2 separate regions of the Arachis hypogaea genome follow, and region 2 is linked to region 1. The links are chromatin contacts, called in public Hi-C maps. All regions are on one chromosome and are shown on one strand. The core of a region is the stretch at or near the end of the contact, and the rest is flanking DNA. Distances in the headings are between cores, read along the strand shown. Region 1 holds the start of LOC112779525 (psbP domain-containing protein 7, chloroplastic). Region 2 holds the start of LOC112776241 (zinc finger protein GAI-ASSOCIATED FACTOR 1).

Region 1 (5,608 bases), core at 2,137-4,636:
AGATTAAAAAATAAAATTTTTTTTATTAAAAATATAAAAAATTTAAATTTTTAATATATTTATTTTATATTCATTAAATAAAAATACTTAAATCTTATAATATAATATATACCCAGGACAAAATGGTAATTAAGTTCAAATAGTTTAAATAAAGCTAATTACCTATCATTCAAAGTAGCGATTTTTAATTGAATTGATATAGGGATTAAATGGTCGAAAATCGAAAAAGTCCAACAAAATCACATACGTCAGTTTGGTACTTCAAAATTCGAATGCCTCCTAAAATTGGTAAATAAAAAAAGTTGTATCTTTTATAATTAGTTAGTCCACCTAATCTTAATTCTCTAAATCGGATTAGAACTTTTATCTTAGAAAATTTTGAAAATTAAAAAATAGTATAAAATAAATAAAAAAATAATGCAAAAATCACGTATATTTAAAAAAATTCTTACGTGATGAAATGTGTTAAAAATATAAATATTTATGTGTATTTTTCTATAAAAGATATAAAGAAGTTGTATTAAAATTTTTACATATTTTAAGAATAAGATTTTAGAGAATCTGTAAAATAGTATTTAAGAGAGAGACTGAAATTGATAGACAGAAATAAAAAAATAAAGATGAAGGAAAAAAAAATTTCTAAAGTGATAATGTTAAAAAGGTGATAAAGTAATATTTTAATCACTTATGAATTTATAACATTTATTATCTGAGTCCCAATATTTTAATTTAATGTTGATTAATGATATTTTTTTTTCTAAAATGACAATATAATTTTAGAGGAGACAGATCCACAACAAAGAGATAAATATTAAATTAAATTTTTGAAGGGTGTTTGGTACGAAATAGATATAACTGAAGGCTAAAAAATTTTGATATGGAAGCAAAATGAGTGATATACTTTAACATGGTAATTTTTTATGTTTTTTAAAATTGTGGGAGTCCACAAATCAGACCATCTGATTTGTGTTTAAAAAGTTAAAAAAAATTAAGAGTACACAAATGGGAGGCTCCGATTTGTGTTAAAAAAATTGAAAAAACTCGGAGTACACAACTCGGACCATGTGAATTCTTTCGAAATTTTGCTTCACAAATCGCATGATTCGATTTGCAATTTTTTTTTTTTTTATATTTTGAGGGACACAACTCGCAGAGTTCAAATTCTGCTTTCTTTGATCCCACAATAAAGTGAAGCATCCCTCCTTTTTATATATGAGTCCAAACACTTCCTTTGTTTCCATATTCAAATTAAAAAGCGTATAACTGAAATTAAGAAGCGTATAACTGAAATATACATTAGTATCTTATTTGAGGAAAGAAAGTGTCCTCATAAAGTGAGGAAATAAGAGTAGAATAGAAAGTTAGAGTCAAGAGAATGATGAAAGAAATATAATAAAAATTTAAAAGTTAAATGATGATATTTTTAAAAATAAATATTTTAAAATTTTAGCCCTTAATTCTGTATCTCTAATACTAAAATTGTTTTTTAGCAAACACAATATTCAATTTGTGCGCCCATATTCAATTCCAGTCTCTTCGAATAAACACTACTTAAAATGTGAGACATTGCTCACTCCTAAACTAACTTTTAACGTTGAATTAAAGTCATCTCATCTGGATTCTAATATAACCTAAAGTATTAAATTAACATATACTTAGTTTTTGAAAGAAGAACCATTTTGATTAATAACCGGTTTAAAATAGTCATACCAAATCCTTCCCTTGTGTCAAGGCAACGGCTGTAACCTCCAACGGGATAAAGCACGTCAAGCTTCAGATTTCGGCCATTTTCCGGCGATAAACCTAGCAGAAAGCTCGTGATTCCGGCGAAGTTGGCACCCACAGCTACAAGTGAAGCTGAGCCCACGCCGACAAGAAGCCGGCGCTGAAATCTATTGGCCAAAGGTGCAAACTGCTCAGCTGGCGACGAAGAAGAAGAAGAAGACCCCAACAAGGAACTTCCTTGTTCTTCTTCTCGTTGTTGCTGTTGTGAACAACAGTGTGTTGTGCGAAAACGGTTCAATGTGTTACTAATAAAGCTGCATTGCAACGCCATGCTTTACTTTCATTTGAATTCCAAACTAATAAAAAGGGGCACTGGTTTATTTCGAATGCTTGAAATCAAGGTTTTGAACTATTTTGGTTTCGAAATCAAGTCTCGTCTAATGGAAAATGCTGATGAAGTGGTGATCGATGTTACTGAGTGTGGGGGCGTTTGTGACTCTTCTCCATTAGTACGGCGGATAACTCTTATCCGCTTTCTGTGGTTCTCGTTTCTCTATCTATGCTATTGGTACACTATACGGGGTAAATATAACAATGAAAATACAAAAGTACTATTTTTACATTAAAATCAATCACTAAAATCAGTTATTAATATATTTATGTATAAATATATGTGTGATTTAATTTATTTTTAATATATATTTATATTTTAACATATATTTTATACTAATAACTTACTTTAATGACTGATTTTGGTATATACGTAGCATAAGCCTTGAAAATATCATCAAGTAATTTAAAAGCCTGTTAACAGAAAAACATAACGTGATTTATTTGTTAATTTCAGAATCTTGTCATTTAAAAAACTTTGTTTGCCAAATGTCTCGTTTAAAGGATCAGTTATTGAGAATTGTGGATTTTGGGATGGGATAGAGTGGGTGTGGCACTTCTAATGGAGAAGAGAATTCCGACAATGGAAGACAGATGTACTGGACCAGTTGCTACTTATCCTGCAATCTATTAGACTGATAGCAGATGTGCAAGATAGAATGGTATGGAGGTTTCATAAGGAAGGAGTTTATTCAACTAACTCATTTGTGCAGGTTTTGCAGGAAGAGAATATGGATGAGAAGATCCTAAGCTACAGGTTCACAAAAGACATTTGAAAAGGTTTAGTTCCGTCACGAGTGGAGCTGTTTTCCTGGTTTGTTTTGGTAGGCCGAGTCAATACAAATGATCGATTTAGTCGACTGGGTGCACTGCAACAGCATGATACTATGTGCATGCTATGTAAGAAGGATGATGAAAATATAGAATATCTGTTTAGTACATGTGAGCACTACTCTTGGCAGGTATGGTGTGCTTGGATATCGGCGTTTGGACAAGAATGGCTTATGCCCAGTACTGTGAAACAGCAATTCGAGAGCTCGAGAACTGTCCCAATGAGAAAGGAGATACGCAGGTATTGGCTAGTTAGCTTCTTCTCAGTGATATGAACTATATAGTTACGTAGAAATGATGTCATTTTTCACAACAAGGCAATAGGAATTAGAGACCGCGTGAATCAATCTTTTTCATATGCCAGAGAATGGTGTTATAAATAACTTATATTGTTGATGGCAATGGATGACATAGGAGTTGTGAAATTATTATGACTTGTTTTGTATCTGTTGCTGTTGCTCTACGTATGTGTTGAGCTTTTTCTTTCAAAAAAAAAATGTCTCGTTTAAGAGAGTTCATTTTGTTATGTTTTTTAATAATTTAAAAATATTTTTATTGATAATAAAATTTGAGATTATTTTTGTCAGTAATAAAATAATTCGAATATATTTTTGATAATTTATTTTATTTTATTTTTTTAAATTTTGCACAATGTTTATGTATATATTTTATATATTTTTTATACACAACGAAATATAATTTTTTATTTTTGTTTTAAATTTTTATGAATTATTTTTTAATATTAAAATTAAAAGATGCACATATATAATAATATAATATTTTTGTACTTTTAATTCGGAGTAAATTATTTAAAATACACCTGAAACATCAAGTGCTAAGAAAAATAATTATAAAAGTGTTTTAGTATTGTTATATTACAATAGTTGGAAATTATACAAATATTATTAAAAATTAAAATAATGTAGTTACATTAATTATGTAACTATTGTTAAAATTAAAATATATTTTTCTATAATTTGGTAATATTTTTTTAAGTAATACTTTTTAAAAAGTGTTGTTTAACAATAAAAGAACGTCAGTTTAATTTTCACAATATTTTAAAAACATCATAGCTATTCCAGGCTAACACTTTACTTTTATATTATTAGTATTTGGATAATAAACTTTAGTATACAAATATTTTTGTTGGTCAATTATTGGCCAAAAAATAAAATTATATATTTTTTATACACAACGAAAGATATTTTATATTTTGCACAATATTATCTTATATATTTTATATATTCCTTGAAGCCACCTTTGCATTTTTATTGACCTTGAATCTGATTGCTTTCTCAAATAAAACTTTTCCAAGACAATAAAATAGTTTGGATTGTAACCTGCGCGCTGGGGTTATGGTTAGAGTGATTGTTTTGTCTTCAATTGGTTCTAGTCCTAGGTTTGCCATTTGTTTAGAAGTGGTTTGTTTGTGTGGATTGGATCTTTTGTGTTCTGAGAAAAGGCTGAGGTTATGATGTCCTGTAGTTTTTTCATATTTATGCTATTGAGGGAAGGAAGGTTTAGGTGAATTTGATCAATTTATTCTATATTTATTCATTGAAATAGTATAATTTTATGAATTTTTTTTAATTTGTGCTTAAAAATAAAAATATATTTTTTAGACCCTAAAATTTTTAAATTTTATTCACTTTAATTCCATTTGATGCCTTGATGTATTTGTTAAGTGATTTCAGGCTTATAAGATAAGTATGAATTGAAGAAGTGAGGAAAAAGCATGCAAAAGTGAAAAATTCATGAAGAAATGGAGTTTGGAGCTCTTCAAGGTTGTGCGTACGCATAGTGATGCGTGCTTACGCACGTTTTGAAGTTCGTGCAATCATGCGTATGCACGGTTGTAATTATGTGCGACCATGCAGACAGTCGTGTGTACGCACGAGCGCAATCACATGAGCTCATTTAATGCAACACGTGGGTCGCGATTTTGGGGCTTTCCAAGCCCAATCCAACTCATTTATGAAGTTATTTGAAGCCAAATTCAAGAAGGATGAAGAGGGGGGGAGGGAGCAATTAGGTTTAGATTAGTAACATGTTTTAGGTTATATTATAGGGAGAGAAGCTCTCTCTTCTCTCTAGAATTTAGGATTCTTAGTTTAGTTTCTCTTTAATTTTAGTCGTTGATTATTGTTTTAGTGTAGTTTTATTTATATTTTCATGTTATTTTGTCTTGATCCTCTTAGTTTCTTTTGTTATTTTCTCAATTTTGGCACTTTTAGTTTATGAACACTTGTCAATTTTGATTCCTTTTAATGCAATTTTGATGTTTTAAGTTTCTTTGATGCTTACTTGAGTTGTTATTATCATTTTTTTTGTAATTGGTAGTTATAGAATTTATTATTATTGTAATTTATATTATTTTTCCTTTTTTGCACACCAAGTGTTTGATAAAATGCTTGGGTAAGTTTTAGTGTAGTTTTTCACACTCTTGGCTTGGAATTGAGGACTTAGATGACCTTGAGTCATTGATGTCCATTCTTGATTATGACTAGGATTGTTAGTTGGTTTGGTTTCATTAACGCTAGTCTTTCACTAAGTTAACTAGTTAGTTGGCTAGGATTTATGGATTGAGATCTATTATGCCTATTTGACTTATCCTAGATGAAGGGTTGACGAAATGAGATTAATTCTTCACAAAATTATGGTC
Region 2 (4,929 bases), core at 781-3,280, 390 kb after region 1:
TGAAAAAGCTAACATATGTATTGTATGTGCACGTGTATGTTAAATTGAAATTAACGATGAAAATGTAATATTGGATTGTTTGTTCACAAAACACCAAGTGGAACCAATATGGCATGTAAGGGTTTTTATATATATAATTTTTATTGAATTATCTGCATTTGAATTTTAGTGTAGTATAAATTATACTAATTTTCTAATACAAATCTCTAGTTATTAAAAAATAGGGAGAAGACACAGCCATTCAAGCTAATAAGAAAAAAAATACAAAATATTATGTATACACAATATTGAGTTATTTAATTAATTATTATATATTTATATATAAATATGTTTTTTAATTTATTTTTAATATATATTTTATACAGATAATTTATTTTTTGTATAGGCATATAATGTATATAAGTCAAAGAGATAATTGGATGTGTCATTTAAATTAGATCAAAAACTACAAAACCTCTCTCTCTCCCCATATATCTTCCAACCGCATTATTTTGGCGCATTCTTAAACAAACACAATGAAAAAAAAGTTTACATAAGCACATAAATAAAAGAGGAGAATGAGGTATCTCATATGCGAAAGTATATGGTCCTTTATACCTGAAACAGTTTTGACACACAAAAAAAAAAAAAAAAAGGAGGGGGGAGATAGAAGTAGCTATAGTAGACGTAGTAGTAGTCAAGCAAAGTCAACAGTGAAGGAGGGCAATGATTGTAAACCACTGCAACCCAATAATTGAGCCTCTCTTCTTTCTTACTACTTATAACGAAACCAATAATTCACCATTTATTTTTTATCACCATCCAGATCCTTGTCTCTCCACTTCATTTAATTAGTAACTAATCATAATTAGAGGAAATTAACTAATTAATACATTAAATATGGAACTTAATTACACATCCCTTGTTTTTGTATTGAATTGAAACAGATCAGGCCTAATCCTCTTTACTTAATTTTGTGGAGCATATAGATTTATACTTTTAGTTAAATGTACTCAAATTAATTAAGACTCCATTATGTCCAGAAATTTAATATGGGACTTTTTCATGAAGCTCACTTTGTAATATGAGAGCGAATATACAACATTATAATTCTTAATTTTATTTTTTGGAACCAATTAAGGACATGGGTGAAGAAGTATGTATATAAGGACATGGGTGAAGAAGTATGCAAATTAATGAAAGGATTGCCAGAGCTTTTGTTATCTATGCATGCCATAAATAACAACCTTCATCTATATATATTATATGGTTCAATTTTAATTTGATTATGTATCCGTTTAAAATTCTAGAAGAACTGATCTTTGCAAAACAAATAATAAAGCAGAAAAAATGTTAATTAAAGTTTTAAAATAGTAAACTCAAAATTAGATAAAAATGTAAAAAAAAAAAAACAAAAACAAAAACAAAAATTAAAAACCATTTTAACTTCCCCCTTTTTCTTGATGTTGTAAGAAAATAATAATTTTACCTGGATTTCCCGGTAGGTTCCTTTTCTTCTTAGGAGGTGGAGGAGGAGGTTGAGAATTTGAGTTGGAAGCATTGCTATTATTATTTTTATTATTTGTTGTTGTTGTTGAAGTATGAGAATGTGGACTATGATGGAACCTACCACCAAGAATCTCTGAAGATTGTTGTTTCACCACTGCATCTTCTAATAATGGAACTGTGTTCTCTGTTGAGAAGCTCCCACTATCACAACTTGTTATGTTTGACATTTGATGAGGCAACAACCAAGAATCTACTCAAATTGTTCCCTTTTAATTTCTTAAACACTAATTAATCTCTCTCTCTCTCTCTCTCTCTCTCTCTCTCTCTCTAAAGCTAAGGTGTTATAGAAGTAGTTAATTATGAATTTTCATGAGAAAAAGAAGGGATTTGTGGGAAGTAGAGGAAGACAAAAAGCAGGAAACTCTCCTCCTTTTATGGTGTGGTGAGAGGAGAGAGGGTTGGCACAAGAATACAAGAACTATATGCTATATGGATTTGCACTCTAATATAAAAAAAATATATGTATTATCCTTCTTTCATCAGGATCTACTTCTGGTGATTATAGCCATATATATTATTTTACATACACATTAAAATTATTTATTAACATAAAATATATATTAAAAGATAAATATATATTAAAAATAATTTAAAATAAATATATATTTATATAAAAATATATTATATTAATAATTAATTTTAGTAGTTAATTTTTATATAAAAATAATATTTTTGATTATTTTATATGCCCTTGCGTCCCGTTATTTCATATATTAAGAAAACGCCCTTTACTGTTATTTTTCAGAGAATTTTTTTAAATTTAATTAGATACAATGCATGTTCTGTGAATAAAAACATTAGTTATTATATATTTATTTGTATGTGTATTATTTTAGATAATTTTTAATAAAATAATTAATTATTACATTAATTAAATTTGATTTATCAGAACAATCAAATTTGTTTATAAATATTAAATACATATTTTATAATATATAGTTTGGGGGTTGATTATATATATATATATATATATATATATATATATATATATATATATATATATATATATATATATATATATGGTTGTTAAATTTATGTATGTTGGTAAATTAATTATGTAACATTTTAATTTGTATTCTTTTTTACATAGGTTATATTTGTGTTTATTATTAGGAGCACTTTTAATTCGTTGATATTTTAATTAATTTGGATTGCTATAATAACAACAGTTTTTATTAGTTTGTTTAAATAATTGTGTTGAGGATTAGAATTTTTTTTTTATTATATACAACAATTTATTAGTCTATAATAAACTATTAAATAAAATTTTAATCTATCACAAATTAGTATTTAACTTCTTGGATTAAAGAATATCATAAAAAAAATTTGTTAATATTTTTTTATATTGAAACAAACGTTGTCATTTAAATTTTCTATCATAAATAATTGTTATTCTTTATTTACACACAACTTTTTATCAACCATAAATTATATATTTTCATCTCAATCTATATATATACACACTCTTCAATATTATATTTTCTTATTATTTAACAATACATATTATGCCTATATGCTATATATATTGTGTTCAAATATTATATATTTTCCTAATGCATATTTACATGAAAGGTGGAAAATATTTACAAATATCCCTATTCACATAATGGTATTTTCCATATTTTTCCGGGAAAAATAAAAAATAATTAACAAACACTGGGTATTAGGGTATTTAAATTCAAGTGGTCTTTTAAAAGGTCAATTTATTTGAAGCTGCTAGAGGACGAGGGCTTCTGGTTGGAAAATTTGTCTGTTTCTGGGGATATTTTAAGGAGAATAACACTATTCCGAAAACACCCTCATCTTTAAGAAGAACAACAAAGTTGCCACTATGAGTTAGACTCAGCCGCCTAGAACATGTTATTACCAATTTAGCCTTACCCTCTTCACGGGTGGACTCTGATCGAATCATTCTCGAAAATGACCCCACAATAATACAAAAATTCTTATATTTCACGTGTGTCTCGGATGACCTCCAAAAGGTTACAACCAGGGGTAATTATGATATTGGAATTTCGTTGTAGGGCTTTTCTGTAATTTGATGCAGCTTCGAATATACCCAGCTGTGGCGTGCGGTAATTGGTCCACTCGTTATGTTTATTGTAAGAGTAAATTACTAAAATAATATTTAAAATTTACATCGCTGACAAAATGAATTTAAAAGATGTTAATAATAAATAAATTTTTGAAATATTTACAAATACAATAAAAAAAATTAAATATTAAATATATATTTTACAAAATAAATTTAGAGATCAAATTTAATATTAATTTTTAGAATTATTATTAAAAAAATAAGATTTTTTTATTTTTAAAATTTAATTATTTTTATCAAGTGAATTAAAAAAAATTGTGAATAACTATTTTTTTAAAGAATAAAAAAATTTAAAAATCAAATTTTACTCTAAATTTTTTATCACATTTTAAATATTTATTTAAATATTGTCAAAAAAATTTAGATATAATAAATAAACTGTTTGTAAAAGTTTTTTTATTATTTACAAAAAATATAATATTTATTGATTTTTTTTACCGTATTTTTAAATAATTCAAGAATTATTTTGTCGATAACATCTTTTAAGGATCTTATTGACAATGGCTAAATCTTTTAGATATTAAATTGGTAATTAATTTTTTTCTAATTAAAATTAAAAATAGGAAAAGTCTAGGGGCCAGCAACTTTTGTGTTTTCTGGCCAGCTTTCGTACACGGGAAAAGCAAAAGTGGGCTGGTGCCCAATTTTAGGGAGTAGCACCCAGTGTTACCTAATCTTCAAGGTACTGGCGCCCAGCGTCCAAATTCGGAGTCCGACTCCAAGTGTAATTTCAACTCCTAATAGCCCAGAATTCTTCAAAATCGAACGCTAATCCAAGGAGCCCAGCGCCACTAAGCCCAAATTCAACTCCTAGAAAACTCTAAAATTAACTCAAAATTCAAGATTTAAAAGATTAATTAGTAATAACTTCTTCTAAAAAGATAAGATTTATTTATTAGGATTTAGATTAGATTGTATTATTTGAATTTGAATAAGTTATTATCTTACACTTTAGAAGATAAGATTAGTTTTTGAATTTCAATTAGTTAGGAAGTTAAAATATAAATAAGTAAACAAGGTTCACAAAGAGATCTTTGGATCTTCTTAGAGTCTATGGATCAATAAATTCTTTAGTTTTAAGTTATTTTCTTTTCTACCATGAGCAACTAAACCTCCTATTTTTAAATGTTAGAAGCTCTGTTTGATTTTATGGATTAGTAATTCAAGTGTTTTCTTTATTTTGATTCATGTTTTTCTACTTTTTTAAGATTGAGTCTCGTTGTTCATCTTTAATGGTTAGAAATATTAGAAAATATTCTAATTTTGTCTTGGATTCTGTTATTACT

What was found. A called contact is a pair of places that touch in the nucleus more often than the background predicts.
Region 2: a Hi-C map of leaf shows a contact between it and region 1, with 4 times the contacts expected there. The contact joins the promoter of LOC112776241 here to the promoter of LOC112779525 in region 1. A contact is called at or near these places in 3 of 8 Hi-C or Micro-C datasets (leaf and an unstated tissue).

What each region holds. Positions count from the first base shown.
Region 1 is chr19:40,500,579-40,506,186 of arahy.Tifrunner.gnm2.J5K5, forward strand. It overlaps LOC112779525 (psbP domain-containing protein 7, chloroplastic), which reads right to left and starts at 3,387. Exons shown (of 3, transcript XM_025823824.3): 1 at 1,711-3,387. The coding sequence starts at 2,056.
Region 2 is chr19:40,892,612-40,897,540 of arahy.Tifrunner.gnm2.J5K5, forward strand. LOC112776241 (zinc finger protein GAI-ASSOCIATED FACTOR 1) reads right to left here and starts at 2,031. Exons shown (of 3, transcript XM_025820317.3): 1 at 1,469-2,031. The coding sequence starts at 1,715.